Linked DNA regions of Sus scrofa: region 1 is linked to region 2. A link is a contact called in public Hi-C data. All regions are on one chromosome and are shown on one strand. Each heading gives the region's core, a stretch centred on a gene start, on an enhancer-like site or on the middle of the called end of the contact. The rest is flanking DNA. Distances are from core to core; before and after follow the strand shown.

Region 1 (6,247 bases), core at 2,580-5,079, 52 kb after region 2:
CAAAAGGCCAAAAAAAAAAAAAAAAAAAAAAAGATTTTTCTCACTAATGCAAGTGTTTATGGAGGGCTGTGAAGGGACAATTGATATTTGAATTACATTACAAATTTTATGTTTGCATTAGAAATGCCTATATTGTTCACACAATTTGGACAATTTATTTTCTTTTATTAATGGGAAATGTATCTTCATAAGTGAATAAGAAATTAAATTGCTTACCATATTTCAATTAGTTTGATGCCTAATACTCTTTCACTTTTCTATCCTTCTGTGTTTTTAGAAAGCAGTCCAGGCTCTTCAATGATAAATAAGATCTATCCTACCTATATGTGGACATCCACACATATGTCCCATGCATAATAGGAAGAATGTTAAGAAACGATTTTTCTGTTTAAATTTCCCTCCAAATAAATCCAAATTTCCCACATTTTGGAGTGACTTTGGGTTAAATGTTTCTAGAAAGTCTGTGTTGTAATACTGAGGCTATTATCAGTCATTGTTGTCCCATTTTAATGCATATGTTTCCCTTGATTTCTAACTGAAGGCAACCCAGAAGTAATAATCTATTACAGAAGGAGATGGCATAAAGGTTGAAGAAGGAAAATGGACAAATGGAGGGAAACCTGGTTTGAATGACTTGGTGGAAGCTGCAGGGATCCCGAAGGTAGCAGGAGGGTATAGGTTTAAGTTTTTGATTAGGATGGCAAGGAAGTGGGGGACTGGTCCAAGAGATACTTCATCTGCTTCAAATCTGTGCCTTTTCTTTCCTGTCAAAATGAATGCAAAAAATGAAGGACAAGGGGATAAAATATTTCAACTGAGGTATTTTTTTCTCTTCTAAATGATCAGCATATAATTAACTCTTTCCATAAGAAGTAATCTTCTTAACTACTCTCTCTTTAAACTTCTCCCATAAAATTAGGAACACATTGAAAAATTATTGGAGCTAGTTTCCTATTTATTTAGAAGTAGTTTCTATAAGTCATATTTAAAACTCTTGGTTTAAATATTCACATTTACTCTTGTGCCAGATTCCTTAGGTGACTAACTAAATACAAGGGTTTAAAATCTTGAAGAACAGAATACTTAGAAATAAACAACAATTAAGTAATTTTATTCATCTCAGTTTAGAATATATACTCAGAATTAATAGAAGAAAAATGTAGGTACCCTTACTTTGGGAACCTACAAGATGCAAATATTCAAGGGTTTCTTAAAAGTTAATAATTTTAAAGCAGATAGTGTTAAGAATTAAATATTTTAATTTCTCAACCATCTGCTAATCTTTAAAAAAGATACATACACAGAAATTTCATTATGCTATTCACAGGAAACATTCTTTTTTAAAATGAGTTTTATTTTTTCCATTATAGTTGGTTATAGTTTTCTCCTGATTTTCTACTGTACAGCAAAGTGACCCAGTCACACATACATATATACCTTCTTTTTCTCACATTATCCTCCATCATGCTCCATCACAAATGACTGGATATAGTTCCCAGTGCTATACACCAGGCTCTCATTGCTTATTCATTCCAAATGCAATAGTTTGCATCTATTAACCCCAGATTCCCAGTCCATCCCACTCCCTCCCCCTCCCCCTTGGCAACCACAAGTCTGTTCTCCAAGTCCATGAGTTTCTTCTCTGTGGAAAGTTTCATTTGTGTCGTATATTAGATTCCAGATATAAGGAAATAACCTTTCAGGTGTTTTCAGTTTTATATTTGAAAACTCTGTGATCTTCATTAAATATAAGAATATCAATTTTAAGTTTCTAAAATTGTAATGAATTTGATTTGGGGGGTTTTCTGTATTTACCATTTTATTACAATTGCAGTGCAAAGTAGGTGGAGAGACTAATATTTTTCTTTTCATTTGTCAAATAAAAAATATGCACGAAGTATATGTGTGAGTGACAAAAGCCTGATTCTGTGAATTAGTAATACAGTTATATCCAAGGATAAGGACTGCGTATTTAATAAAGCCTTCCCAGAGGACTCATGAGGAACACTGACTTCAAATAAAAGATGCCTTTTTCTCAGAAGCTCAAAGTTGATATAATTTTTTTTTAAATTTAGAAAATTAGAATAGCTGCCTTTTTTCTCTTCTAGTATTGGATTTTAGGCTTTAAAAAATGATTTTCTCCAATGGAAAAAATTCCATAGACAGACATTCACTTATTTCTGTTCAGCTGTGCCCAGAAAGACAAGTCTATTTCTGTTATTTATGGAGCCATTAAAAAAAAAAAATCTATCAGCTCTGTCTAGCTAGGTAGCTAATCATCTATCTGTTTGTATTATCTACCTCTGTAATCTATCAAAATATTGTCTTATTGCCTGCTTTCCTATCATCTCCTCTTTTGTGCTTGACTATTTAATTAGTACCCATACCTGAGAAGTGAAAAAAAAAAGTCATAGAAAATAAATTTCTTTCATCATATGACTGAATAGGAAAAATAATACTTCTTTTAAGTATTTACTTGTGTCTGTGCCATATGTGCCACAGAGTGACATGGCTGACAGTTTGATTGACTTGGTTATTTAATTAACTGAAATGACTGGCTTGATACTAATTATTGTTCTGTAGTATCAAAGTATCAGAGGAGGTTAGTTTTCCTTTTTCTTTTGATTGAAATCCGTAGTTCTTCTTGGCTGTGTCGATGACATGTGGAAGTTCCTGGACCAGGGATCTAACGGGTGCTGCAGCTGCAACCAGTGCCACAGCTGTGGAAACGCCTTAACCCATTGCACCACCAGGGAGCTTCATGAAATCCATAGTTCTTCATCTTTAGAGCAAAAGGGCAGAGAGAGAATAGTCCTTCAGAGGCAGAGATCAGAATTTGGGGTGGGAAAAGTAAGGAAGGAAGTTCGAAAGAACATTTTTGAAAAATTATCTTTGTTTTTAGACATGAAGTTAAATTTATTTCGAAATTTAAAATAACATTGAAGAAGAGCATGTGACTTTCCTTTTTAGTAAAAGCGAGAAAGAAAGAAAAATGTGAAATAGGGATGGAAAGAATATAATGCCTGGTAAAGAAGGTCTAGGATTCTTAAAACCACTAATATAATCAGGCTCAGCCTGCCCTGTGTATATCATGATAGAAAAGATTACCACTGCTGCCATTGTGTCCATTTTCTTCCCCATATCTCCATGAGAGGTACCATACTGCCTCTAAGTACTTTACTCTAGAGCCTGAATCACCAGTGGGCCAGAGCTGAGGTAAAAATGTAGGACTTCTCAACATCCGTTTTAGTTGTTATTGTTGCTATGACTTTTTCTTAGTTTGCATTTGAGACACTGGTTTTTTTGACAGAACAGTTTCAGAAGAATGAAAAGCCATGGAAGCCCTCGAATGCGTGCATGCATGCATGCATGCATGCACACACCCATGTGTGTATGCATTTTCACTACTTATCAATAAAAGCATACTTGGAATTAATAATAGATACAATTCAGAGCTTAGCTCTTTTAACATGTCTTATTTCCAAGCTAAGTCACTGGTTTGCTTAAATTTTTGCAAATTTTGAAAACTAACACGTTCAAATGGTAAACCACAGATAGAGATCATGGTAATAGTACAAATCGTTTAAACTCTTATGTAAAATTTGATAAGGTGTTTTACATAACTTTAATGAATTGACAAGGTCTTGTGGAGAAAACAGATCCAGACGGCAAACATACGCAAGGGATTTAGTCAAACACATTTTTGGCAAAAAAACTATGAATTTTGTAATCAGTTGTGAGCCAATGAAATACAAAAATGAGTCTAGTTAATAATCTACAATTATTGGTTAAAGAAGTATATTAGTGCTGACTTTCCTCTGTTCGTCCTACCTTTTCTCTTCTATCAACCCCACAAGCCTTTGGCACAATGAAGTGGGTGACTTTTATTTCCCTTCTCTTTCTCTTCAGCTCTGCTTATTCCAGGGGTGTGTTTCGTCGAGATACATGTAAGAGTTCGATTTTTCTATTGTTCAACTTTTATTTTCCTAGTAAAAGAAAGTTTCAGTAAACTTTGAATCTTTGATGAATTAAGTTTTCCTTTAGCATTTATTTCTAGACTGTTATGATATTTTGTATTTGCGAACCCTTAGGAAGTTATCTTATTAATATGTTTCTAACATGCTGGGTGAAAAAATAGTGAGAATTGTTTAGTAGCTATAATTTTCTTTTGCACATGAAGGAGCTTATGTAGAGTGACTTACACTTCACAGAGTGCAGTTGAAGACAGAATTAAAAATTCCAAATTCCTAAAGGCCTATTCACTGTACCTTACACCTTGGTTTATATTAAGAATATACAAACACTTTATAAAAAGAATTTGCATTTATATTTTTCATTTCAGACCATCCTCTCAGTAGCTGGTAATAGATACTAAATGAACATTAGATCTTATCCAAGTTTGAATAGAAAGCCATAAATATTTAATGATTTTAATGGTTTTTCAAATAATATCATGGGCAATTAAATAACTCTTCTGTTTAAATGCAAAAGAAGAAATTTACCACCGTCCTAAGATTTTCTGTAAAGATCAGAGCCCAGTATCTAGGAGCAAATGAATACCTAAGTCAAATGAAGAGAAACAAAAAATATTATCTTAACTGGTTGTTTCGTCAGAATTTAAGCAAAACTTTTTTTCTCTCCTCTTTTCCCCAGACAAGAGTGAAATTGCTCATCGGTTTAAAGATTTGGGAGAACAATATTTCAAAGGCCTGTAAGTTAAAATATTGAAGATTCAAATTTAATGTTTCTATTAGTGTCAGTTATTATTTTGACACCCTCATATTCCCCCGCCATCAGAGATTCTAGAGCAGTCCCTCCAGTAGAATTTTCTGCGTTGGTGGAAATATCCTCTATTGGTGTTGTCTGACAGTTGCCATTGGCCACATGTGGCTACGGAGTACTTTAAATATATATGACGAGTACAACTGAGGATCAAAAATTTAAACAGCATTTACTTTTAATTTATTTAAATCTACATCGTCACTTATGGCTAATGGCAACTATGTTGGACAGTGTAGCTCTGGAAATCTTGTATAGCCTGCATGGGGGGAAGGATTTTGCTATGTGATTCGTTCACAACTCGCTTTCCCTAGCAAATAGTTCTGTGGTTTCTTGAGATAATTTCAATTTTTTTAATCTAATAAATAGTGAGAAAACAGTTTATTTTTCAAGGTCTATCTCATCCTACAGCCTGATTAAATGAGTGTGTGTGGTTTTTTGTTTGTTTGTTTGTTTGTTTTAAATAGTTAGCCTAGGTAATGTCCCAGTCTTAGTAACTAGGTCTATTCGAATACATTTTACCTGTTTGCTCTGTGTGTATGCATCTTCTGACATGATACATCTTCTTCCATGATAGTGGAAATATACATCCTTGGCTTCTGAAGCCACATGTACTTCGTTAAGCCTCAGATCACAGCTAATGTGAACAGGCTTTCTGGCTAAGAGTAAGAAAGATGTGTAAAATATAGATATACAGACACACAATTTGTTTTCTAGCTTAGCAATGTACTGTATATTAAAATTTTGTTACATTTTCTACGTCCTTTGTTTCAGAGTGCTGATTGCCTTTTCTCAGCATCTCCAGCAATGCCCATATGAAGAGCATGTGAAATTAGTGAGGGAAGTAACTGAGTTTGCAAAAACATGTGTTGCTGATGAGTCAGCTGAAAATTGTGACAAGTCAATTGTAAGTATATTCTGCTTTAGGATAGTATTTCTTCTGCTTTTATGTACCCTTGAACATTTAAAAGGGAAAAAGTCCCCTTTTAGTTTTCTCGGTGATTACTAAGTGACCATAGTTGTGAGCAATCCTCAAAAGTGGGTAGAGCCATTATTTCTTCTGTCACAGAGATGTTCTAGCTATAACCACAGGTTGGTTTTGTTGTTGTTGTTGTTTGTTTTGTTTTTGTCCTTTTAGGGCCGCACCTATGGCATATGGAGGTTCCCAGGCTGGGGGTCGAATCGGAGCTGTAGCCTCCGGCCTATGCCACAGCTACAGCAACACCAGATCCGAGCCGTGTCTGTGACCTACACCACAGCCCATGGCAACACCAGGTCCTTAACCCACTGAACGATGCCAGGGATGGAACCTGCATCCTCATGGATACTAGTTGGGTTCATTAACCACTGAGCCACAATGAGAACTCCCCATTCATATTTTTACATACCATAAAATATCAGGACTTTGAACTTTTGATATTTTCAGATAGATCTACAATATACGGGTAAGTTTATGTTTCTCTCACTG
Region 2 (6,568 bases), core at 1,811-4,310:
GAATTGCTTAATTAGAAGCTGTGACAGTCTATGTAGGTGTGATTTACTTATGTAAGTATCATGTTAGTCTGGTGAAAAGGGGGACCCTATCTGCATAGGACATGTTTGTTCATGCAGTTAAGTTTTTTTTTTTTTTCTTTTTACAGTCACACCTGTGGTATATGGCAGATCCCAGGCTAGGGGTTGAATTTTAGCTGTAGCTGCCAGTCTACGCCACAGCCACAGCAAGCAATGCCAGATCCAAGCCACATCTGCAACTTATGCCTCATCCCTGGCAATGCCAGATCCTTAACCCACTGAATGAGGCCAGGCATCAAATCCACATCCTCATGGACACTATGTTGGGTTCTTAACCTGCTGAGTCACAATGGGAACTGCCCATGTAGTTAAGTTTTAATACTATCTTGAACCACCATGAGCAAAAATTTTGGGGCACATCTCTGAATCCTGCCTTTAGATAAACTACAAAGCATGGATTACCATGTCAAATGCAATAACATTTTTATGGTTCTTGATATATATTGCCACATTGTATTCAGAAAGTTTGTACGCTATTGTACATAAATATCATAAGCTTTCAATATCACTCTGAATAGATTTGTTTTTATATTTTATAAATCTTGTTTGCTCCTTTCTGTTAGCTGTCTGTTCATGGCAGTTTTGCTATAGCAATGGCCTTTTACCCAGGCCACACCTGCAGCATATGGAAGTCCCCAGGCCAGGGATCAAACCTGAACCACAGCAGTAACCCAAGCAGCAGCAGTGCAAAGCCAAGTCCTTAGCAGCTAGGCTGCCAGGGAACTCCTCCACTTTCTTTGTATATTCCCAGAAGTAGCCTTATTGTGCCACTAGAAATATGAGCATGTATAGCGCTATCCTCTCCCCAGAATCTGGGTCCCAGCTTCCTCCAAGATTCATTATACTATTTGTCTATTTTATGTATGTGAGAGTTTTCTTTCATATGTTCTGATAATCTCACATTTTCCTGTGGTCCATTTTCTATTGGCATTAGAGTTTTTATTAAGATCTGTGTCCCTTGGTTTATCATGCCTGGAGGCAGAAATCTCCATTAGTATTATTTTAATCTCTTGTAATTTTGGTTGTGTGTTCTTTTCAATAAAATTTTTTAGTAATAAAAAAGAAGTAAAGACAGTTATAAATTAGAGTTAGCTAAGAGGAAGTGCCAACAAAATGTAATGTGGACAATCTGGTAAAATCCAAACAACTTCAGCACTTTAATTAACTAAGTTCTTATACCAAAGTTAATTATTTGGTCATGATAAATATTCTATTGTTTTGTAAAATGCTAACATAAGGGAAGCTGGATGAAGGATTATGGAAAACTTCTGTACATATTTGTGACTATTCTACAAATCTAAAATTAGATCAAAATAAGAAGTTGAAAAGCATTGTCCCTGCATATAAAAGTACGTTGTTTTTAAAAAAAAATTTATTGAAGTATAGTTGATGTAGAATGTTGTGCTAATTTATGCTGTATAGCAAATTTATTCAGTTACCTACCCACACACACATGTACATATATATTCTTCTTCATTATGGTATATCACAGGATATTGACTATAGTTCCCTGTGCTATATAGTAGGACCTTGTTGTTTATCCATCTTATCTAATCCCAAAGTCCTAATTCTTCCTTCCCCCTTGCCAACCATAAGTGTGTTCTCTGTATCTGTGTCTGTTTCTGTTTCATAGGTATGTTCATTTGTGTTGTCTTTTAGATTCCACATATAAATGATATCATACGGTGCTTGTCTTTCTCTTTCTGACTTACTTTGCTTAGTATGATAATCTCTAGGTACACCCATGTTGCTGTACATGGCATTATTTCATTCCTTTTTATGGTTGAGTAATATTTTTATGCAGTATTTTTTATGGCTGAGTAATATTCAGTAATATATATATATGTATATCTCACATTTTCTTTATCTATTCATCTATTGATGCACATTTAGCTATTTCCATGTTTTGGCTATTGTAAATAGTGCTATCAATGTATGTGTTTTTGTCTGGCATATTAACTACAATTGAATTTGAGTAAAATATTTCGGGTTCTACTCTTTATTATTTGTGTTCTGCCATTTCTGAACAACATTTTTAAAAGACCTTGAATAAATTGCAATGGAAAATGTTCCCCTTTCCATTGTAATTACAATCTTTATGAAGAGAATATATTACTGTGGTTCCCCTTTCCTCCCTCACTGATAACTTGTCATGAACAGAGAACATCTGAAGTCTAATGTGTCAGATTCCCCAAATGCATCATACTGAAATATTAAAGATAGAGGATTGTGAAAAAACTTTTTTTTTGCTCCAATTCTGTCTCTAACTGAAATATGGTTGACATACTATATTAGTTTATGGTACAGATACCTCAGTACCATAGATTTGACATTCTCTCTCTCTCTGTTTTTCTTGATCAGTTGTGCCAGAAGCTTGGAATTTTTGTTAATGTTTTTAAAAGAACCATATTTTGCATTTTATGAATTTCTCTGTTGCATCTTTCATACTCCATCAACTTCTGCTCTTACCTACATTGAATATATTAGATCTCCTTCTGCCTTCTAATATCCTTCTGAAGTTCCGGCAGATTTTAATAGGAATTGGCTGACAAAAGAGAAATACAATTTTCATAGTCGCTGTTCCAGCTTTACAAAATACAGAAAAGCAGAATGGGTTTGGAGCTGAGAGATAATTGTTTTAAGAACCAATCATTATGATTCAAATGATATATTTTTGGAATTTAAACTTTATTTTCAAGTGGAAAAAAATATAAAATTTATTCCTTCTTTTTCTCCCTCCTTATCTTTCTCCTCTTCCTCCTCCTTCTTTTGTTATAGCTCTAGGCATAGGTAAAATAATGATTATATTTGGAAGAACTGAAAAGGTTGTGCTATTCAGGTCTTTCTAAGTTTACATTGCATTCTTGAAACACTACATTTGATGAAAGATTTAGTTAGCTGCTCTTGAACTAACAGCATGGTGAGTGCTAGGAGCCAGGTGCTTAAGTCAGATCTGGGCTTGAGTTCTGGCTAACTTACTGTGTCTGTGGCCTTGGGTAAGTTGCTTAACTTCTCCAAACCTCAACTTCCTATTTTTCTATGAGTGTTAAGTGAAATAATACCTGTAAAAATAGGGTTTAGCACAAGATAAGTGCTCAGTAAATATTAGCTTTTCATTATAATTACATATATCCAACTGCTATGGAATATTTTTCCTCTCATATAAAACACAGTAAAAATGCTTTTCATCTACTAATGCCCTGAAGTCCAAAGGTAGAAGAACTTAATGTTTAAAAGCTACCATGGCCATGGAGTGAACATTACATGAAAAAAACAAATATTTGGATAAATACCAAGAAAGCCACAGGTAGTTAAACTATTAGCTGGCTGACAACATAATTCAAATTGCTTAATGGTGTACAAAGGCAATGCAAAACACTCTTTTTAGATGTGTCCTATCTTCACATTTAATTCTTTCTAAGGTATTTAATAATTAGGGAAATAAGATATTTTTATATCATTAGTATGTGTGTTGTACTTACCTTGAGATATTTTTGATTCCTAGAAGTCAAAGAAACAATTTTTAAAGTGCTATTTTTTCTTTTATATGAATGCATTTCTTGTCAATTTCTTGTCTTATAGCTTATGCACTGCTTAAAATGTATGCATTAGACATTTAAATAATTGTCTGTAAGAAGCAATAGCAATTCTCTTGGACCCCTGACCCCTGTTGAAACTGGGTAGCTTTCTTTGCACAAGCCTGCATACTAAGTGGCGGTCAAAGACCTGTGAAATTAATTTAATTCTGTTTCACAAGCAGGATCTGAGCCCCTGAAATAGACCAAAGATGTTTGCAAACAGGACTATCACCCATGAACCAAAAGGCTATGTGTGTATGTATTGCTGGAAAAAGATGTCAGAACACACCAACTAAAACCACCATTAGGGGCATAAATTTAGTAAAGCACCAGACATCTGGGCAAACATAATTTACTAATAGATTAATGTAGAACTTTTTTGTTAATTAAAGATAATGTTTCTTAAAAGTTCCGTGACTTTCTTTTGAGTACCCTGTGTTATTTTCCAACTTATTTTCTTCTTATCACTTCATTGCTAAACTTTTTTTTTTCTCTCAAACTCTGAAATTCTTTAAGCTTGTGGAATTGAATTAGGCCTGTTTAATATTGCTGCTAATCAGACACTTGCCACAATTATCATTTCAGTTGCCTTTCGATTGTGATTCACAAGCAATAATGTTAAAATAACATTAATGTACTCTAACTTTGTCTGCCTACTAGCACTGGAATGTGAGGCAGGCTGGTAATCTTCAGGTTTTACAGATGATGAATGAGAATTAGATAGGTTAGAAAACCATCAAATTACAAAGCAATTTAGAGCAGACAAGAAATTAGAACTCAGGATCCCTAATTCTCTGTTCAATCCCCTTTTTATACTCATCAAAATGTTCTTGCCATTTGGAAAATGTTACAGGGCCTTCACACATACTCCAAAGAGAAAATAAGAGATTTAATTATTCTAAAGTGTTTGGTTTCCCTGTCAAAATATATTTGCATCATTTATCTTTTGAAAATTTTCATGGAGTGTGTTTAATGGAAACAAGATTGCTTTAACTTTGTTGTAAGAAGCCATGTGGAGCTCTTGGTACACACTGTGTGGCTGGGTAAATATTGGAAATAATTTGTAATTTGGTGAGACACCGGATGAAATGAAAAACAAGAGATTAGGCAATTATGTCAAGAAAGTCCTTAGAATATATATATATATATATTTAGAATATATATATATATTTCTATTTTAAAAATAATGTTCTATAGAAGTGCTGTAACTACATTTAGAATATCTGGAAACTTCAATGAGAGAAAAACTATGATTCAGTTCTAGAAATGTAATCATATCATTATTTTGCTTTCTGGTTTACGTTCTCTCCCCCATATATCTACTTTAAAAAATATAATTATACTCATGGTACATATATAATTTCCATTCTGAGTTTCCTTTAATATTATAATGTAATGTGCATTATAATTTCAAATGAGAAAATCTAAAAGGAAAAGTTAAATTTTCAAATACTTTTGTTTAACTGTGAGTCAATTATAAATTGGTCACTGAAAGGATGATTAAGTTTTAAACATGAAAGACTTGAAAGACTTCTTCTTCTTCTTCTTCTTCTTCTTTTTTTTTTTTTAGGACTGTACTTGCAGCATATGGAAGTTCCCAGGCTAGGGGTCAAATCGGAGTTGCAGTTGCTGGCCTAAACCACAGCCACAGCAATGATATATCCAAACTGCTTCTGCAACCTACGTTGCAAATCACGGCAATGCCGGATCTTTAAACCCACTGAGTGAGACCAAGGATTGAACCCACATCCTCCTGGATACTGGTGGAGTTCTTAACCCACTGAACCACAATGGGGACTCCAAACATGAAAGACTTTTAAGTAAAAGTTGTTAAATCAAGGTGAGAAAATGATTATTAAACACAGCTTACTCTTAAAAATGAACTGAGGAGTTCCCACTGTGGCACAGTGGGTTAAGGATCCAGTGTTGTCTCTGAAGCAACTCAAGTGCTGCTGAGGTGCTGGTTCAATCCTCAGTCCAGCACAGTGAGTTAAAGATCCAGTGTTGCCAGAGTTATGGCATAGGTCACAGCTGTGGCTCAGATTCCATCCCTGGCCTGGGAACTTCCATATGTCAGGGGTGGGGAGCAACATAAATAAATAAATAGATAACTAACTAACTAAATACATATTGAAGTCCTATGTCCTAATACATCAGAATGTGATCATATTTGGAAATAACATCTTTGGAGATTTAACCAAACTAAGAGAAGTTCATTAGAAAGGACCTTAATCCAACAGGACTGGTCTCCTTACAAAAAAAAGGAAATTTATATACAGAGACATACACACACAGAGGGAAGAAGGAGTGAAAACATGTAGGGAGAATATCTTAGGAAAACAGAGAATTGGAGTGACATATCTGCAAGCCAAGGAATGCCTGAGGCTACCAGAAGCTGGGAGAAAACCTGAAACAGATCTTTTCTTAGTGCCTTCATAGAGAGCATGACCCTGTTAATACATTGATTTTAGGCTTCTGCCTCCAGAACTGTGAGACAATAAATTTCACTTGCGTTAAGCCTCCCAGTTTTGGTACTTTGTTATAGCAGCCCTAGAAAACTAGTATAAAGGCCAATAAAAATCAAGCTGATATATACCACCAATTTAGGCTATCATCACAAATGGGAGAAATTGGTAACTTTAAAGGTGGATATGAACTATGGTATGTGTTACTGAAGAATTAAATGAAATTAAAGAGCATTTATCTCTTCAGATCACCCTTCCTCTCTATGCATCCAGGTGACTACCCTTCCCTTATTACACTAGTATACAGGACAGCATACAGAAAGCCAAATGGAAAAAAATTAAAGCAATATAAAAGATCTGTGTAGTAATATAAAGCATGCCAATCTGTGTATAATAGGGATCCCAGAAAAGGAAGGAAGAGGAAAGGGGATTGAAAATGTGTTTGAA

The links. A called contact is a pair of places that touch in the nucleus more often than the background predicts.
Region 1: a contact with region 2 is called in a Hi-C map of liver, with 11 times the contacts expected there. The contact joins the promoter of ALB here to the enhancer-like site in region 2. A contact is called at or near these places in 7 of 47 Hi-C or Micro-C datasets (adipocytes, fetal liver, liver and 1 more).

What each region holds. Positions count from the first base shown.
Region 1 is chr8:69,639,643-69,645,889 of Sscrofa11.1, forward strand. ALB (albumin) reads left to right here and starts at 3,830. Exons shown (of 15, transcript NM_001005208.1): 1 at 3,830-3,947; 2 at 4,654-4,711; 3 at 5,554-5,686. The coding sequence starts at 3,869.
Region 2 is chr8:69,588,406-69,594,973 of Sscrofa11.1, forward strand. No RefSeq gene overlaps it. Among named protein-coding and RNA genes, the nearest start is that of ALB, 52 kb to the right of the region's middle. Within about 2 kb of position 3,061, at least 2 of the 83 cell types and tissues checked have an H3K27ac peak or open chromatin away from gene starts, as enhancers often do. A contact at or near this core is called in liver, where this site is marked.